Regions from separate parts of the Mus musculus genome. Here all the other regions are linked to region 1. A link is a contact called in public promoter capture Hi-C data. All regions are on one chromosome and are shown on one strand. Each heading gives the region's core, a stretch centred on a gene start, on an enhancer-like site or on the middle of the called end of the contact. The rest is flanking DNA. Distances are from core to core; before and after follow the strand shown. Region 1 holds the start of Rprd1b (regulation of nuclear pre-mRNA domain containing 1B). Region 2 holds the start of Rab5if (RAB5 interacting factor). Region 3 holds the start of Tgif2 (TGFB-induced factor homeobox 2). Region 4 holds the start of Norad (non-coding RNA activated by DNA damage). Region 5 holds the start of Epb41l1 (erythrocyte membrane protein band 4.1 like 1). Region 6 holds the start of Aar2 (AAR2 splicing factor homolog).

What was found. Promoter capture Hi-C pulls out the DNA fragments that hold promoters and counts their contacts.
Region 2: a contact with region 1 is called in a promoter capture Hi-C map of liver, with 2.9 times the contacts expected there. The contact joins the promoter of Rab5if here to the promoter of Rprd1b in region 1. A contact is called at or near these places in 2 of 39 promoter capture datasets (erythroid cells and liver).
Region 3: a promoter capture Hi-C map of hippocampal neurons shows a contact between it and region 1, with 2.3 times the contacts expected there. The contact joins the promoter of Tgif2 here to the promoter of Rprd1b in region 1. A contact is called at or near these places in 4 of 39 promoter capture datasets (hippocampal neurons, liver and pre-B cells).
Region 4: a promoter capture Hi-C map of liver shows a contact between it and region 1, with 4 times the contacts expected there. The contact joins the promoter of Norad here to the promoter of Rprd1b in region 1. A contact is called at or near these places in 2 of 39 promoter capture datasets (both in liver).
Region 5: a contact with region 1 is called in a promoter capture Hi-C map of liver, with 2.4 times the contacts expected there. The contact joins the promoter of Epb41l1 here to the promoter of Rprd1b in region 1.
Region 6: a contact with region 1 is called in a promoter capture Hi-C map of liver, with 3 times the contacts expected there. The contact joins the promoter of Aar2 here to the promoter of Rprd1b in region 1.

What each region holds. Positions count from the first base shown.
Region 1 is chr2:158,027,089-158,029,964 of GRCm38.p6, forward strand. It overlaps Rprd1b (regulation of nuclear pre-mRNA domain containing 1B), which reads left to right and starts at 1,409. Exons shown (of 7, transcript NM_001291134.1): 1 at 1,409-1,957. The coding sequence starts at 1,807. It overlaps Tti1 (TELO2 interacting protein 1), which reads right to left and starts at 1,346. Exons shown (of 8, transcript NM_029282.2): 1 at 1,286-1,346.
Region 2 is chr2:156,861,623-156,864,873 of GRCm38.p6, forward strand. It overlaps Rab5if (RAB5 interacting factor), which reads left to right and starts at 1,500. Exons shown (of 4, transcript NM_026124.3): 1 at 1,500-1,795. The coding sequence starts at 1,682. 5430405H02Rik (RIKEN cDNA 5430405H02 gene) reads right to left here and starts at 1,323. Exons shown (of 3, transcript NR_027914.1): 1 at 977-1,323.
Region 3 is chr2:156,838,706-156,841,803 of GRCm38.p6, forward strand. It overlaps Tgif2 (TGFB-induced factor homeobox 2), which reads left to right and starts at 1,302. Exons shown (of 3, transcript NM_173396.3): 1 at 1,302-1,533. It overlaps LOC115486128, which reads right to left and starts at 2,543. Exons shown (of 5, transcript XM_030252280.1): 1 at 2,477-2,543; 2 at 1,011-2,294. The coding sequence starts at 2,543.
Region 4 is chr2:156,391,310-156,394,452 of GRCm38.p6, forward strand. Norad (non-coding RNA activated by DNA damage) reads right to left here and starts at 1,670. Exons shown (of 1, transcript NR_024329.1): 1 at 1-1,670. The region is part of intron 2 of Gm14170 (a long non-coding RNA gene); the gene reads right to left.
Region 5 is chr2:156,419,377-156,422,516 of GRCm38.p6, forward strand. It overlaps Epb41l1 (erythrocyte membrane protein band 4.1 like 1), which reads left to right and starts at 1,715. Exons shown (of 25, transcript NM_001368800.1): 1 at 1,715-1,923.
Region 6 is chr2:156,546,034-156,549,114 of GRCm38.p6, forward strand. It overlaps Aar2 (AAR2 splicing factor homolog), which reads left to right and starts at 1,543. Exons shown (of 4, transcript NM_026661.4): 1 at 1,543-1,850.

The DNA of each region.
Region 1 (2,876 bases), core at 159-2,658:
GCAGCTCTGGACAGGTAACTCACTCGAATCTCATGTGTTCTCATTATCAAATGGTGATAGCAATCCCCGTGCCAGAGCACTGTTGTTAAGGACTGACATTTAAAATAGTAACATCTGGATACATAGACTTAGTACAAAGGGTACTCAGAACATGAGTTACTCAGTACTCAGCAACTATTTAGATGAGGTCTCAAAAGCCCGAGCTTTTTTGTAAGGTGGGGTCTTAAAAGCTGGTCTGGAATTTACTGCACAGACCAAGCTGGCCTGGAACCCTCAGGAGAACCACCTGCCTCTGCCTCCCTATATCATTATAAGGTGTTGACTTGTGCGTTAATTCAATCAGCTATGAATTCAGCTTTGATTCCAGATGCTGGGACACACTTAGATACACTCTCTTCATTCAGATCTTAGCTCTGTGAGCTTGAAACTTATGTGATCACCACACCTCTGTAACCTGTTTCCTCAGTTGTTAAACCGTGAGACGATAACACTTACCTCATAGCTTTGAAAAGTGTCTAGCACATAGAAACTTCTCAACTACACTAGCTATGATCATGATGCACTCCAGGTGAAGAAGGGTCAAAGCATGTATATTAGGGACAGAGAAGTTAAGAAAACCAGGCATCAACTATAGGAATGTCTTTTAGGCTGGGAGGGGACTCACATCTAATAAGTTCAACAACGTCAGGGAGTTGTAGGTATGTGTGTTGGGGGGGGGGTGCACGCACAGAGGACGTCAGGTGTCCCGCTCAATCACTCTCCAGCTTATTCTTTTGAGACTGAGTCTTTCACTGAACCTGGAGTTAAGCAGGCATCTAGCAAGCTCCGGCGATCTTCCTGTCTCAGCCCCAGAACACTGAAGTTACAGACCTGGCCCACCAACTTGGGCTTTTTAATGATGGGAACACAAATCCTCATTCTTGCATAGCAAGCACTTGGAGCCATCACACCCCTCCAAAAAAAAAGTTGTGTGTGTGTGGGGCCAGACTCAGTAGAGGTCAGTAGACGGCGCAGTTCCACCAGGTGAGAAAAGGGGTATCACTTCGGAAGTCAGAACAGGAACCAAAGTGGGGAGCCCTGCCAAGAGTTCGTGTCTTTAAAGGAACTAGAGGAGCGCTGGGGAGAGGGGCCCAGGCACGGAGGGAGGTGTGGCCTAGGCCAGCCACCAAAGCGACGCGGCCCTTCCCACACCCAGCTCCCGCGCTTCCTGCCTCAGTGTGTCCTAAGGATTCGTTTCTGGACGCTCCTAAGCGGCTGGGCTCCCTTACACTCCCGCCACTCTTACCTCGTCTTCCAGTCTTTCCCTCACTCTCCCGCCTCCTGCACCCTAGGCGGAAATGACGACTAAGTAGTGCGTCGCGCCGCGCCAGAAAGGTTCTGCGGAGCGGGAAAAAGGGTTCCGGTGAGGCTCACTGCGCCGGCGCGCGGGCGCGAGCGGTTAAAGCGCATTTTCGGTGTTCGAGGACCTGGATTTGTTCCCTCGGCCTGGCCGGCTAGAAGTCAGGGACCAAGGATACTGCCGCCTCCTAAGGATCGTTTTCCTCCGGCTCCGAAGCCTCTCGGCGCCCGGCTGTGGCCCTTGCCCTTTGACCCCCGTGGCGGCGGGGTGAGAGGTCGGGTGGCCATCTTGTGGCGGCGGCGCGGGCGGCTGTTACTGCGGAGACCTGTCCCCTCCCCCCACCTGGTACCCCGAGCTGTCTGTCAGTCGGCGGAGAGCCCTGCAGCCTGTCAGCGGAGGCCTGGGCCGAGTGCGGTCGCTTTCCCCGTCTCATCGGGCGGCCCGGGCTGCTCCCCACCACCGCCACCATGTCCTCCTTCTCAGAATCGGCGCTGGAAAAGAAGCTCTCAGAGCTGAGCAACTCTCAGCAGAGCGTGCAGACCCTCTCCCTGTGGCTCATCCACCACCGCAAGCACGCAGGACCCATCGTCTCCGTGTGGCACCGCGAGCTCCGCAAAGGTGATCACCCGCACCCCGGCTCTCCCATGGCTGTGTTCCCTCATCCACTCTCCCGCAGCCCTGTGGCTTCTTAAGCCTTGTTTTGCAGGCCTGGGGCTCTGATGGAGGGTCTGAGGTTGGAAACGGTGTTATTTTATGACTTGGAGAGGGAAACTGAGGCCCGGTAAGGTATGGGAGATTCGTCTGAAGTTCCAAGGGCGCAAATGCCCAGACTTGAAGTTACTCAGCTCCTTCCCTCATCAGGCTTCCCCCTCACACCTTACGACAGTTGTTTTTGTTTTTGTTTTAAATCGTGGCTGTGTTTGGAGCTGGGAGCCCCGTGTTGGGCAATTGGAATACGATCCAGCCGTCTCTGGTCAGACTGCCCACATTAAGACCTGGTGCAAACGTGTTCTAGCTAAGTGATCCTGGGAACGTTTCTTCATATCCTTGTGCCGGTGTATTCTAATCTGTAAAACGGATACAAACTTACCTGTACTTCCAAAGCCTTGACTCCGTGTTAGTTACTATCCATAGACTTGAGAACAGGATGGTAAATTGGGTAGCCTTCTGCCCTTGCCACTAAATTCAGACTCTCACGATATTCCCCGAGCGCTACCTGTTTCTTGCCAGGCCCGGTGTTGGATGCAAGTTGTTTCTGGCTACTGTCTGGAAGTTAAGTCTATCTGTCACTGAACCCAACAGTTTAACCTCTATGTCCTTTATTCCTTATATAGAAAATGGAGATGATGGTAGTTTATGTTATTGTGGCTTTATTATGTGCTGCTATCTTTATGCGGGTTGCTTTTGTTTTTGCTTTGGGACAGAACCTTTAGCCTTTACAGGTCTGGATCTCCCTATGTAGACCAGGCTGGCCTCGAACTCAGACCCGCCTGTTTCTGCCTCCCAAATGCTGGGATTAGTGACTTGTGCCACCATA
Region 2 (3,251 bases), core at 250-2,749, 1.2 Mb before region 1:
TGCGCCCAACTATCTGTAGGAGATATGTCGCCCTCTTAGGCAGCAGGCACACAAAGTGGTGCACACACAGACACACACACACACACACACACACTGCAGGCAAAACACCCATACTATGGAATGAAATAATTATTTTTAAAAAGAAAAGAACTCGGATTTAGAGTAAAATAAACCCAACTACTAACTCAATGATTCCAGGCAAATTACTTTGCCTTTATAAACTCACTGCATAAAAGTGATGTTCCGGGCTGGAGAGATGGCTCATAGATTAAGAACACTAGCTGCTCCTCCAGAGGTTCTAAGTTCAATTCCCAGCAACCACATGGTAGCTCATAACCATCTATAATGTGATCTGGTAACCTCTCTTCTGGCCTGCAGGCAAACATGCAGCCAGAACGATGTATACATAATAAACAATTCTTGGGGGGTTTTTCTTTTCTTTTGTTTTTTAGTGATATCCCTTAGCATAGCACATCCTGTGTGGCACCATCTGGAGGATGGGACTGATTTTGCTCATTTGTCTGTTTGAGGCAGCATCTCTCACTCTGTATGCTAGACCAGCTTCGCTGTGTAACCCAGGTCAGACGGGGCACGGGATCTTGGAATGTAGCCAGGCCAGCCTAACATTCCTCCCCGGGTTTGGACTGCAGACGAGTCACAGTGTACACCACAACGTGTCTTTGTACAAGTTCGCAGGGGGTGCTGCTCCTTCTGTCCTTTCAAAACACATCCTGGGAAGTGCTAACAACACACAGTGAGGACGGGGTAGCTAGCCCGACACCTACTACTTTTCTATTCCCCCTAGTGGGGTTCTCCCCTGGTTTCAACTTGCCTCATCCTTAGGAAAGAATTTCTCTCTTGGGATCTCAGCTTCACATTCGGATCTCAGAAGAGAACGCTGAGCAAGAGGAGACGTTAGGGTTCACAGAATTGTTTTTTTTCCCGTTGAGACAGGTTGTCGTGACCGGGGACTTACCATCCTCCAGCAGGTAGACAGGCTTGCACCATCGCCAGGCGAGGGAACTTTGGTTTGGTTTTTGTTTTTGTTTTGTTTTCCATAGTCATGAACAAAGTCGTGAATAACGTGTAGGTTTAGGAGAGAACGCACAGAAGGTAACTCCAGTGGGGCAGCCCAGGGCTTCCGGGGACCAAGGACCCGGCTCGGGAGGCGGAGCAGGATGCAAGGCCACTTCTTCTTTGTGTCGCTCCGGGGGACGAGCCGCGGCTCAGCCGGCAAGGAAACGTACAATCTCGGCTTTCCTCGGAGGGGCTGTGCCTCAGTCTTCACAGCGCCTCCTCGCGCACAGATCGCCTCCGGGCCGCACTTGTCCCTTCTCGCTCACCGTCCCCTGGCGTCCGCCGGAAGCTTCTGTCACTTCCGCCCACCGGAGGGGACGCTCGCGTCGAGGCGTCGCCGAGCTTCGGAGCCGACCGCCGCGTGGCCGCCGATTGGCTGCGTGCGCACGTCATCAGGGCCCCGCCCCTCCCTCGGCGGCGCCTGCTCCGTGGAGCTTAGCGAGCCGGCCGCTGGGCAGAGCGAGCAGAGCCTCGGCGGGCCACTGTCCCTCGCTGCCCGGACTACCGCTGCCGCCCCGCGCGCCGAGTCCCGCGGTCCCAGACCCCGACTCCCTTCGGCTTGGCCCGCGCGCCCCACGCCCGGCTCGGGCGGCGCGACGGGAGGATGAGCGGCGGGCGGCGGAAGGAGGAGCCGCCTCAGCCGCAGCTGGCCAACGGGGCCCTCAAGGTGTCCGTGTGGAGCAAGGTGCTGCGGAGCGACGCGGCCTGGGACGACAAGGTGCAGAAGGCCCGGCGAGGGAGGACGGGCCCGGGTCTCCCTCGCCCCGGCCAATCGGCCGGGCGCGGCCATGGGAGCAGGGAGCGGGGTGCCAAGGGGGCCGGCGCGTAGTGGAGCGAGCGGAGCCCCTGCTATCCCCCGCCGTTTGCTCCGCAGGATCCGGAGTAGTTAGCGCTTCTGAAGACTGCGCACGTGCCGGGTGCGGAATCCCTGAAGTGCGTTTACTTTGCACATTGCGAGGGGTGGCTCTGTCCTTGCTCGCTTAGATGAGAAAGAAGACATGCCCTGTGAGCTTTAAGATTCGAGAGCCGGTTCTAAGACCACCTTAAGAGGGTGTGAGTTAGTAAGAAAGTCGCTAGACATGGGTTAGAAGAGGTTGGGGACTTAAAGATGCACTCGCTGGTCATCTCCAGAGGATCTGAGCCTGGACGCCTCCTATCATTGCTCCATTCTGTGATCTTCAAGCCTGTCACCATTCAGCCCGATTCTAGATGGTTTGAAAAGAATGCTATATTTGGACTCCTTCCGTTGTTTGGACTGTTGAAATTGGGCTTCCCTCCCTTCAGTTCCGCCATGGAGGGGGGGAGTACTTCCTGAAGGTGCCCTTGGCCTGCCCCCAGCCCTGCCCAGCTCTTGCAAAACCTGTCGTCTTTGTGAACTGCTGTGTCATATTTTTTATCTTCCCCGGTCCAAGGACTGGTGTCTGGAGTCCAGGGCAGTTCACAAACCTGAGTGCTCTTTGTTGGGTGAAACTTAGATGAGCTGGCACAGGCCTAAGCACACACTTCTCCACCACCACACTTTCCTAACTCTGGCTTTCTCAAAAGTCGCTGTACAGGAAGGGTGGGAACTGAAGTTAATAGTTTTTCTTCCTGGAGACTCTCTAGAACTTAGCTGGCCAGCCAAGGGTTATCTGTGGCCAGGAGCACAGTGCCCATTGTCACTTCAAAACAAACTTCTATTTACGCAGCTTCTTTTAAAGAAGTAACGACTTCTCTAAAATATGGTAGAGAACAGGCTCTGGAATTAGTCACTTAATAGTCTAAATATATTGTTTCCCATCACACTTTAGTAGAAGGAATGACAGAAGAACCACATATGGAGCAAGGTGGTGGTGGTAGTGCACTGGGAGGCAGAGGTCGGGGAATCCCTGAGTTGCAGGCCAGCCTGGTCTACAGAGTGAATTCCAAGACAGCCAGAGCTACACAGAGAAACCCTGCCTCGAAAACAACAACAAAAAAGAACCACATATGGGGACTAGAGAGGCCTCAGCAGTTTAGAGTGGGCTCCAATCCAAGCACCCATATGGTGAGTCACAACGGTCTGTAACTCCAGTTCTGAGGAGTTCCAGTGTTCCAGCATCCATGGGCAGCAGGCACATACATGGTGCTCATGCATACATTAAGATAAAACATACAGGGCTGGTGAGATGGCTCAGTGGGTAAGAGCACCTGAC
Region 3 (3,098 bases), core at 52-2,551, 1.2 Mb before region 1:
TCCCATCTCCTTCATTCTTTCAAAGGTCTGTGGCTGGAATATGACTTGGCTAAGAAATTGCTTGTGACCAACTCTCTGAGACTTGGTGTCACCATCAGTAAAAAAGAGGGTTCTGGGCAATGTTTTTGATTTTGGATGGCCATCTTGGTTTCAAGGATTTCCAGGCAAGTCCGGCTTCTATGAAACCCACCTTAAGATGCTTTTAATCGGCATCCTGACTGGCTTAGGGCCTTCTGGTAGGAAAACTTAACTTTGGTTGCCAAAGTTTTTGTGACTACAGTACAACGAAAAACAAAAGCTTGAGTCTGCTGCAGCAATGACAGCTGTTGTCTCTGTCACTTAGCTGCAGCAGGTGCGCCACTCTTAAGTCTGACCCAAGACCCAAACTCAACAGTAAAATGATTAGAAGATAACAGCATTAAAAAAAATAACAATCAGGGAAGACTGTTCGGATGCTGTTGGTTCTGGCACGTGGGTCTCAGGTTTCTGGGCCTATATGATCACAAACCCAGAAAAGGCCTGTTAGCTGGAGTTAGGCTATGCCACACTTATGCAGATAGCAAGAGACAGACAAACAGTCAGGGAACTTGGACGCAAGGAAAACTTGAGGTAAAATGACCCTAGCCTGGACCGCTGGAAGCGCCTAGCCTCACCCTCTCCAACTGGGGTTAGCCACCAAGGGAAAGGCTCGGCTCTATCATCAGACCCACCTGGCCAAAGGACACTGGCACACGTGGTAAGGCAGGGACCAGCGAGTAAATGCGGCCACCTCCAAATTGCGACACGGTGCCTGCCTCACTCACGCTCCTGGGGTGCAGCCTGTACTCACCCCTGGCCGACCATCTGCGCTAGGCTTGGGGTTTTATCCCAAGTGGTCTTCGCCGCGCCGTTTGCCTTATGAGCGGACAAAACAACTGGTCCTTTAGCACCTGGGAGTTACTCTGAGCCGACTGAGCCTCAGTTTCCCCATCCCCACAAGGGCAAGCTCCCAGAGGAGGAGGCGAACTTACAAAGGTACGGGGACTGGCACCCTTTGTGCCTGGTAGTGCCCCCACCCCCATGGAGGAGCACACAGTAGGCGCTCCGGAAACACTCTCTGAAAGGAGGAGCGGGCCACTTCCTGCCCTGGAGCTGACTCCGGGAGCCCTGGTCCCACCGCTCCGCCCCGGGCCCCGGCCATGCGGCATTCCTAAGGTGGGTGGGCGCAGGAAGGAGGTGCCGCGGGCCCGCCCCCTCCGACGCGTGGGCGGGGCGAAGCCCCCTGGCTCTGCGGGCCCGCCCCCGAGGGTGGGCGTAGCTGGCCACGCTCTGCACAAAGTTTGTTTCTGCCTCGGGGCGGTGGGGGAGGGTGCGGCAGGCGGGATGGGAGGAGAGGGGATCTGACGTCAGGTCGCGAGGTGCTTTCCAGCCGCGAGCTGTCAGGCGGGTGTCAGACCCGGCAGGTACGCGGCGCGTTCCCCCGGTGCCCCCCGCCCCGGCCGGGTGGTCCCACACCCCACCGAGGCCGCGTGGGCCGGAAAGCCGCCAGGGAAGGTGAGTGCGGGGCGCCGAGGGGCTGGAGACGCGGGAGGAGGCGCGCGGACAACTTGGAAAGTTTCTTGGGGCGACGGGGCGGGGGAGGGGGCGTCGTCCCGGCGCGTGCGACAGTGGGTGTGTGAGCCCCGGGGGTGTGTGTGAGTCGGGACCGCGGAACGCTGGCGCGGAATGCCGGGGTTGGCGGGGGGGGCGCTGTTCGGGGTCCTTGAGGGAGGGCTCGGCTCCCAAAGCTCCCAAAGCTCCTCTGGGAGAGGGCAGCCGGTGCCCTGCAGCGGGGTGAGCGCGCGGGGAGCGGGTTTGTTTGGTTTCAAAAGTGCACGTTGCTAACCGCCGGCAGCCCCCCCCCCTCCCGCACGGCGACAGAGCGGGACCGGGGGCCGCCGAGTGACAGCTGGAGGTGGGGGCCGCGGGCGGGGCTCCGACGGAGAGGGCTTGGGAGCCCGCGCGAGTTCCCCTTTCCTTTGGAACAAAGGAAAGTCTGTCTCCGAGGCATCTGTCACTCCCAGGCGGGCCAAGGCTGTGGGGCGCGTGGGGCTGGCGACGCGGAGAAAGTTTGTGCGCGCCGGGACCCCGGGACCAGGCGAAGGGCAGCCGAGCGTCTTGCGGGGGCTGTGCGCGTCCCCGATGTAGGGGGGGCGGCCAACATGGAGTCCAGGCGCAGAGTTGGGGGGGGGGGGCGGCGCGGAGGTTGGAGCCCAGCCCCCTCTTTTCCCCTCCCCCTCCGGGCCGAGTTCGGAGCACAAAGCCGAGCGCGCACGCTCCGGCGGCCCCGCGCCCCAAGAGTCACCCTGCGCGGAGTACCAGGGAACGGGCTGGGAACTAAACTTTTTCCTGTCCCAAAATGGACACGTGAGTTTTTTTTTTTTCCTTGCAAAGTCGTCCCCCCCCCCCAACCCCCAAGCGCCGGGTGGCGGACCGACAGGGGAGCTGTTGCTCGCACCGTGACTCTGGTGGGGGACAGTTGAGTGAGGGTGCCTTGAGCGCCGGCGGATTCGTCGGCGCCCCATGAGCCATGTGCTCCGTTGCGTCTGGGCCGCGGGGGAGGCTGCGCGCTTTGTGTGAACTGCTGGGAACTCCAGCCTCAGTGTGCGGCCCGGGGGATTGTATCTGGAGCTGGGCGAGTTGTCAGAAAGTTCCTGTGGGAGTGGCTGCAGATGGTGTTGTGGGAGTGTGTAGGAGATTGATGGGGTGCAGTGTCCAAGGGGTGCCTCCAATAACCCAGTTGTATAAAAAACTGATGGATGGCCGGTGTGGTGACGTGCGTGCTCCTGGGTCGGAGAGATCGTGGGTGGGCAGGTCACTTGGAGTTCGTGGGTGGGCGGGTGCAGGAGTTGGGCTAGTTTCGATAGTCTAGTCGTTGGTCCTAGGTATAGTGTGTAAATTTAGCTATGTGTGTTTGTAAAACTCTGGGAACTTGCGGGATGTGAGCAGTGGGTCGGGTCGGTTATTTAAACAGCGCTCAACTTGCAGGAGGGAAATTGAGGTATCGCTGGTGTGCGTGTGTGTCTAACCTGCAGACAACCCTAGGGTGCAGGACCCAGAGGTGGGGAAAGTTCATGCGG
Region 4 (3,143 bases), core at 420-2,919, 1.6 Mb before region 1:
CTCCCCAAAGACAACGACTCATGAGTGTTTGCAAAAAGATATTTACAAAGTGATATTTCACTACCTCTACATTTAACATACGTTGGGCACTTCTAAACATCTAGATAGACCAGATGTTTCAAGTAAGGACTGTTGTCCACTATATACACAGCAGTCAGTAAATGGCACACGTAACAAGAGTAATTACAACTTTAACACAAAATGTAAAAAAAAAAAAAAAAAAAAGTGTTGTTCTACTAACTCTACTTTGTCATACACTGGCAACCTCTTTAACATCTAGAGTGACTAGATGTTGTAAATTAGGACCCCTTTGTCCTTTACATACACTATGTACAAAGAAAAGCCAAACAAAATGGGATAGTGGGAGATAGTGGTTCCTTTCCACTCACGGACCACAGTAGCTTAGAGCTCTGGATTTCCTTCTGGGAACCAGGGCACAAACACAATGCGGTCAACTCAGGAGAGGTTTGGCTTTTCTTCTCCAAACAATAATTCAAATGAATCCTAACAAAAAGGTATTTACAGCATGTTTACTACTTATAAAATATGGCAGGCACTTCAGAGCAGCTAGAAAGACATTACCCCCAAAACCTGGCATTTTCAAACACACTCAAATACACACACACAGGCACACACGCAAACATGGTGTGGGGGGTAAGAAATGAGGACTAAAATGCATACACAATACAATAGGATAAAAAAGAGAGACACGTCTTCTTCACACGACCAATCTGGCTCCGGGCCTCTTCTTCCTCCTGCTGGATCCTCTAAGGTACTGAACAAACAGGGACGAGTGTCGCTCCTGGGTCTTTCTAGAGGCGGCCTAAACAATTCCATTTCAAAATCACTTGCAGAAGACGTGTCCACGATCTTCTTTTTATGGCGACTGGGTATTCACGTCATCTCCTACCTCTCCTTTACCCTGCGTCGGCAATCTCTACAGTTAGACGTCCAGATTTAGCCAGAAGTCTAAAAAGGGTCGGGGGAAAGGTTGAGAGCAGCTTTTTCATATTATATACACAGGACTTCTACGGCGACAGCGTTTCCGAATGGCCGCCTGCGGTTGTCGCGTCTCGGCTTCTCTCGGGTGGAGGGAAGACCCGCGGCCCAAGAATCGATCGTTCCTCTCGCCGTGATTCGGGGCCCCGCTCACCTTCGTCCAGGCCCATCGAGGCCTCGGTTCATCCAGGTCTGCGTGCTCGGCCACGGGTGGGCCTCCCGTCCCGAGCCGGCGATGGCAGAGTGTTCTTGCTCAGACCCGCCGCCTTAGGCCGCAGAAGCCCCGAAGGCCCAGCCTTGGCCTTCAGGTGGATGCCATTCTTCCCGTCATGCCACGCTCGCCGCCACTTTCGAGGCGTCCTCGAAGGCCTGGCTGGGACTCCTCGGTGGGCCCGGCCCTGGAGAGAGGGCGCCGGTGGAGTCGGGGAGGCCGCCGCCATGCAGGCGCATCGTTGGCAGGGCAAGAGTCGCTGCGGAATGGCCGCGTGGCCTAGCCGGTGGCTGCCTCGAGGGCGAGGGCTCCTGGCGTCCGCAGAGTAGGGACCGAGGCTGCTCCCGGGCCCCTCGGGCTCACCCGGCGCGGGCCGAGGCCGTGAGGGGCCCGGGGCGAAGAAGGCCACACTCCCGAGCTCGCTGCGCTCTCTGCCGGAACTGACTTGGCAATTCTTCTCGCCCAGGCTGGAGCGGCACCGGAAGCCCGCAAAAACACCACCGGAGAGCTAACGTTTCCCCAACTGCAAGGTTCCGGCCGGGAGCGGGGGGGGGGGGGGGGGGGGGGAGCCTGGGGTTGGGGGCGGGGGTCTTTTTTTCTTTAAGTCTCTTTACATCTTTTGTAGAGACTAGAAGGCCAAGGGGAGAATAAAAGGCCAAAAGTGAAAAAGAAAAAAAGAAAAAGCCCACACTAGCAGTCCCAGCAATTTGTGATACATTATAAAAATAATTATAGGCAAACGCCTAAGGGCCTGAAGTACTACACTAGTCTCACTAGAAGTGGTGTTATAAACTAATTACCTAGTAAGATAGTGAACTGCTTGCCTCTTATCTACTCAAATACAACCCCATAGAATTTATTATTCCATGAGGCTAAGAAGGCAAATCGGACCCCTCCCCCCACATCACCCCTCTCACAGTTTCTGTCCACGGTGGTGTGTGTGTGTGTGCGTGTGTCTGTCTGTCTGCCTGCCTGTCTGTTTCTGTCTATCTGTGTCTGTGTAAAAGTTTTAGATGCCCTGGAACTGGAATTATAGACAGCTGAGCTGAGCCATCTCTCCAGTCCCCTGGAACAAAGTCTTGAAGGAGGCAAGGGATAACATAGTCTCACAGAGTGTGTGTAAAGAGCCTCCCTAACAGAAGAGAACAGCAAACAGTTAACAGGCTATGAAATGGACCACATAGGCCTTACCTGCTCCACAAAGAGCTAAGGCCAGGGAAGAGAGGAGGGTTGGATCTGGTCAATGAATACAAGACAGAAATGAGAGCCACTGAAGGGCTTTGAGATGTGCCATGAAAGTCAGCGGAATCAGGGACAAGGTCAGAGATGAGAGCCCTTACAGCAGATGGTGACGTATGGTATACAGTAGTTCTCCTGACCCTGGGTTCCCTTTTTCGTTTCAGCTACCCAGAGGTGAACTGCTTCCCAGAAACACTAAGTGGATAATTTCCCAAATAGTCACTGTGTACGTTTTACATTGCCCATAGTCCATGATGCCCCATACCATCCTTCCAGGATGTAATGTGTGCTGTTGTTTACTGCTTCCACTCACTGGTCAGTTAGTCACTCTCTCAGTTATCCGACTGACTATGATCAAACCACACAGCAAGTTCCAGGTTGGCCAAGGCTGTGTAATAAGCACTCTTCTGCCCCACAAAACATGCCAATGGCAACACTATCCTTGGGCCTGGAGAGATGGCTCAGCAGTTAGTGCTTGCTCTATCAGTGGACTAGAGTTTGGATCCCAGCACCTACATCAGGAAGCACAAGATGCCTGTAACTATAAGGAATCCAAAGCCCCTTTAGCTTCTGTTAAAACGCACACTCACATACGCACACGCACGAAAACACAAACACACATGTGGGCTGGAGAGATGGCTCAGCAGTTAAGAGCACTGTCTGTTCTTCCAAAGGTCTTGAGTTCAATCCCCAG
Region 5 (3,140 bases), core at 465-2,964, 1.6 Mb before region 1:
ATGCCATGAGATAGTTGTTTAACAAATTAGGTCTCCGAATCAGGGTCTGTGCTTGGTATCAGGAAACTACATGGAGACAGAAAACACCCATAAACAGAATCCTGTCATGGTGGGTGCTGACTGGAGTAGGTCAATTACTGCCACCTCACATTCAGGGCTGGCCTGATGGCTAAATATGGGAGTTCAAAATCAACGTCCAGGATCCTGCCTCTGCCCCTTTCCAAGCTCCTTAGTGACTTTGTGCTCACGGCTACCGTCTGTTGCAACTGTACAGATGAAATGAGACATGGAAGTATTTCTTCCATGCAGTGGAGCGGCTGAGTGAGCACTGCTGAGTCCTGTCTTAGGTAGGGCCTTGGTTTCCTTAGTTTTGTCCTCTCAGTTTATCAATGTCCCTGGAGGTCCAAACCAGGCCTCCCCTTCTGGATTTATCTATTCAGCTGTTTGATTCCAATCTGCTCTTAGCATCCTGTAGCAGAGTGGTGGGGGTGGGGAGGAGGAGATGGGACCGCAGTGAAGAACCAGAATTACTGGCCTAGCCTTTGATTCTGTGCTACCTGGGGCAGACTCAGGTGGATCCCAGCTACCACTTAAGATAAGGTAAGGTCACAAGAGGTGAAGGTGTTTACATTTTGGAGTCATTTGCCTAGGTTGTTACCCATGCAGAGGCCTCTAATAAAACCCGGTAAGTTCTTACATTTACTTCTTCCTTTTCTTCCCTTCAAAGTCTAACAAAGGAGGCTTGGTATTCCTGGCCTTCTGAGGTCTGGCCCTTGCTCTGGGAACCCAAGCTCAGTTTCTTCAGCTAACCCCATAGACGCCCTACCTTCTATGGATACTATTCTAGGTTCACTGTTTTCGTTACTTTGTCCTTTTCCTATGCTTAGCTTTACGTGTGTGTTCAAAGCAGTACCTTCCGGCAGGAGCCTGTAAGGTCCAGGGCGGATATAATCATAATTCAGAGAAACGCTTGACTTTGGGCATGCTTGGGCCTGTGGGTCCCCAGGGTCTTGGGACCAGGGGCTCGGCCCTTGCTTCCAAAGAGTGCCAAAGGACTGCCACCTCAGACTGGTTGGAAAGAGCTGCGTGGTCCTCCACAGCTCCGCAGCTTAGGCCGCCCGAACAATAGGAGGGAGGCTGAAGGGTAGTGGGCGTCGGCCAGGTCCCTGCTGGAGGGAGTGGAGGCCAGTGGTGCTGCTGGTCCCCCAGGTTAGCCCAGGCTACCGGCCTGAACGCCAAGCTCTCAGTCAAAGGCGAGGTGAAGCAGACTTGGTGCCGGTGGCGACTCTCTAGGAGGTGGAGTAAGGCCGAGCCCACGGGGCTGGGACCTGGAGGGAGAGGAGGCTCCGTGGAGAGTCTCGTCTTCGTGGTCCCGCTGCTCGCCTCGGCCTCTGAGCTCTGCCTAGGCTCTGGTGGGCGTCTGTCCCACGTGGGGGAAGCCAGCGGCGCGGGCTCGCGGGGCGCACACCCCTCCGAGTTCCCCTCCCTGGGATCGGACGCGCCTGCTCCTGGGCAGCTCGGCTCTTGGGGCCAGTGGGTCGCGCTCGCTACTCGCACACCCTTCGGACGCTGCCTGGCCCGGATCGCCGCCGCCTCCTCCCAGGGAGCTGGCGGGGCGGGGCAGAGGGGGAGAGGGGGTGTGCGGAGCGGGCGGGGAGGGGGCTGAGCGCCGTGGGAGGGAGCGAACGAGCGAGCGAGCGAGAGAGCGAGCGGGGCATTTCTGCGCAGCTCCGGAGCGTCTTGGAGCCTGCCTGGGCGGCCACTGGACGAAGGGACTCAGAGACAGACAGACAGACGGCTCCCGGAAGCCGCGCCGCCGCCGCCAGGTTAGCAGGGCGCGGAGACCGAGCAGGCTGTTGCTACGTCCCGAGCTCGCGTGCTGGAGGACGTGCGTGGCCGAAGCTACGATTCGTGTCTTTGCGGGTACGTGTCGGGGTCCACATCTCCGGGTGTGCGTTTAATGTGAACGCGCGTGTGTCTGTGGGTCGGTGCAAGTGGTGTGTACGTGCGTGTGCATCTGAGTAAGGGGCTGGGTGGTGTACTAATCTGGTAAGGGTCTGTGTGCCCTGGTTTGCTTATCCGGAGATGTGCCTAGAGAGGGTGTGTCCCAATGTGTAACAGTGTGTACATCTGGATGAGGCAGTGTGCCTATGCTGATGATGGCTTCGCTTGTGGCTGAAGCCTATGGCGGGTGTATGTGAGTGTTCGTGTGTGTGTGTTTCGCTGTGTGCACGCCAGTGTGACTCCCCGTGTGTGTGCGCGTGTGAGGGCGGGTGTGCACCCGCGTAGCCCCTGTGTGCGTGTGCTCGGCTTTGTCTCCGCACTGCCGGGAGGAAGGGGGTGGGGGCGGCAGCCGAGGCGCTGGCGTCGCCCGGAGCCCGGCACTGGCCGAGGAAGTGGGTAGCAGCAGCGGCGGGGGCGTCTTAGCTGAGTGGAGACTCCCTGCTGGCAGGTGGGCAGCCACACCCGGGGTACGGGAGAGCCCTACTGCCAGTGGAGCCTGGCTCCCAGCTGAGCTGAAGCAGAGGGCGTGGCCTGCTCAAATCCCGGGTGTGTGTTTGTGAGGGGTGGGGTGGGGGATTAGGTGTGAAGAGGGTGTGTCTGTGCGCAGGCATGGGTGTGGGTAGAAGCAACAGAGGCCCCTCAGCGGGGTTCTGTGATATGTTTCCTTGCTGTGTAACGACCATCACCCTGGCCAGCTACAGCCCAGCCTGGTTAGGTACCCTCCACCCTCACCCTGGACACTGTTCGGAAGGGCAGCAGCCTAGGTACCCTACAAAGACTAGTAAAACTGATCACTATCTTAAATGGCCAGCGCCCCACTCCAAGGAATCCCCTCTCAGAAGGTCTTCATACTTTGAGAGAGATGTGTTTCTGTATCTCTTCCCCCATGTTTTGGGCACTGCATGCATGTCTAGTCTGGGTGAGTGTGTGCATTCTCCCTGTATATTTCTTGTGCATTTAGGTGCATTTGTACATTTTACTGATGAAGAATAAACAAAATATCTCTGGATGTATATGTGCATTTGTTTTGATAAGTTCTGGTATATCTGGTTTGTTTTTTTTTTTTATGAGTGTGTAAGCTGTTTGTGTATTGGCGAGCCAGGATGGGGACAGTAAGAGAAGTGCCATTTTGCTGC
Region 6 (3,081 bases), core at 293-2,792, 1.5 Mb before region 1:
CTCCCGTCCTTTCTGGGAATAGCAAGGCTTTTCCAGGAATTTGGGCATGCTTTTATGGTTTCTCTCCATTGACAACCATCAGTGCTGTAGGAAGGCCACTTAAGAGGCAGGTGGGCAATAGTGAAGTTGGAGGTTATTTGTCTTCTGCTCTGTCAGCCATTGTAGCTACAGCCAGTCTTGGTAAAGTCACCCGAAGAAGAGACTGAAGGCCTTTGAGAATCCTGCCTTTATAGATAAACAAGCTTACAATCAGGTCGGGAAAGTTGGCAGTACAAGATTAGAGGAGGGTCACATCTTGGCTATGGTTAGTGAGGAGATTAGAAGTAGTATCTATGTATCTCCCAGTAGCTCTGGCTCATGGTGGAGTTCTGATGTACAGAACCACTGAGCACAAGGTTAGTGTACTGGCTCTTCCTGGTTGTCAACTTGACTATATCCGGAATGAACTACAATCCAGAATTGGTAGGCTCACAGTGACCCTAATCTGGAGGCTGGGAGATGCAAGTGTCTGACCTGGATAATGGCATGGAAATCTTGAGGCATAGTGGTTATGAATCCGAGAAGATTAAGACAGGGGAGATCTCTGAGTTTAAAGTCATGTGGGACAAAGCAAGTTCCAGATCCAGGTGTGATGGCACACACCTTTAATCTGGGCACACACTTTCTGCTGGAGACCTACATAAGGACATTGGAAGAAGGAAGATTCTCTCTCTCTCTTGTTCACCTGCTTGCCTTGTGGGACTGAGCAACTGCTAGATCCTTGGATTTCCATTCACAGCTGCTGCTCACCATTGTTGGAGAGCTGGACTACAGACTGTAAGTCATCAACAAATTCCCTTACTATATAGAGACTACCCATAAGTTTTGTGACTCTAGAGAACCCTGACTAATACAGCAAGGCCTATGGATAGTCATTTACTATACACATCATTTGATTTGTTATTAAATACACAGTACATTTATGAGGGCTATGTGCTAGGTTCTAAGGAAATAGAGAAGAAAAAGACAGTCAGGTTTCCTCACTCAGTGCACATTTATAGCTTGACTGCTGTATTCTGTAAGGCCTGGAAAACACTGGGTGGTCATTTCCAGAGGAACTGCTGTGTTTGCGTTTGAAGGGACTGGTTCTCCCTTCAGGCAACAGCCTTGGTTCTGAAACTAGGGATGAATGTGTCTGGAAGCCGGGACTTGGAGATAATAGGGAACTTTTGACATGGTGACCGGCATAGGAAATGTGGCTAAAGAGGACCAACCATGACTGAGCCAGTCTGTGGCTACTGTGTGCCAACACCTGAACCATGCTTTGGCCAGCCCGTGTCTGCTTGAGACCAAAAGGACTGTGGATGGTGAGTATGTTTCTGGACGGGGATATAAAGTGGATAGTTTAATTAAAGTCGTTATTTATAATTCGGGAAGTAAAACGAAACAGTAAGAAGAAAATGAAGTGCTTATCGTGAGGAACCTGGAAGCACGGGCCATTTCTTCTGAGACTCGGGGCTCCGCCGGACTACTTTTTCCGTAGCACCTATCCGGCACCAAAGCAGCCGAACTTCCGTCCCGTTTCCGCGGAACCGGAGCTTGAGGTGCTACGGTGAGTGTCGGCCCTCGGTGCGCCTTTCGGCCTCCGGTTTCCTTGTGTGTGGTCGGGCCACCTCGCTTCTTGTCTCAGAATCGCGCTGGCGGAGTCTGGCTTTGTGAGCTGGTGTCTGAGGAGGCCTTTCTTCCTGAGAACCCGTCCCTGAGGACACCGTGGTCAGGGTCTCTGGGGCTCCCGAAGGAACTTCCCCCCACACCCCTTTAACTGTAACCAGAGAACGAGACTCACTCGAGCTGGATCTGCGTGGCTTCCGGTAAGTCACCTACCCGGCTTCCTGGCTTTATTTAAAGTGCATATTATCGTAAGTTAAAAAAAAAAAATTAAGCTTCGTGTGTATGCTAGGCATCAGGGACTCGAGTCTTGTGGGCATGACAGTCTTCAACCAAGTACACAAAGTTACACACCTGTCCCTGGAACTGAACGGCAACAGGGTAGCCAGAGTGTCATCACCAACATTTGACTTAGTCCCGGGTCGAGGAGGCTTTACTAAGATTAAAAAAAGAAAAATAATTGTGTGACCAAGTGCTATGGGTAGAGTTTTCTCTGGTGTGAGGGTAAGAAAGAAGCCAGTGTGGTTAGAACAATCCTTCGGATTGGGGTGGTATTAAATTAGCTGAAGAGTTGCCCAGGGAAATTCATGCAGCGTTTTCGGGCCATTCCCTAAAGCCAGATAGAGAACGCATTGAGGACCAAGTACTCTCCACTCTTGGAAGGCGGTGAATACGCTGAGGAGTTGTCTCTGTATTGCAGGCTTGTGAAGAGTATTCGTTTGTGTTTCAGACTTTTTTTTTTTTTTACTGTGAACTACAGTCACAAGACTTTTATGCTGTGATCACATGTATATACAAGCACATGTCTTCTTGGAACCATTCCTATCCTTGTTACTTGTGGCATTCCAATAGCTTAAAAGTTCTCTTCTTGGTGCTGGAGAGATGACTTGGTGGTTAAGAGACTTGTCTGCTCTTCCAGGGGACCTGGACTCAGTTCCTAAGGGCGCCATGGTGCTAAACCCACCTCTAACTCCAGTGTCAGGGAATTCAGCATCCTCTTCTGGCTTCTGTGTAACTTTTCTCATTATTTCAGATAGCTTTCTGTCTAAAAATGATTTCCTTCCTTCTTTCTTTCTTTCTTTCTTTCGTTTTGTTTTGTTTTGTTTTTTCGAGACAGGGTTTCCCTGTGTAGCCCTGACTGTCCTGGAACTCACTTTGTAGACCAGGCTGGGCCTCGAACTCAGAAATCCTCCTGCCTCTGCCTCCCAAGTGCTGGGATTAAAGGCGTGCGCCACCACCGCCCGGCTAAAAATGATTTCTTAACTCAAGATACATCTTGCAGTTTGAAAAAGAGTGCTAATTTAGAGTCTTTTCTCCTGTTTTTTTAGGTAAAGACAATGAAGTGTGCTCCTAATATTTTTTTGTAAAAGGATTTTTTGTTTGTTTTAAATAAAAGAGTAAACATCAAGCAGCACTCGATTTTTCTGCTTGTGT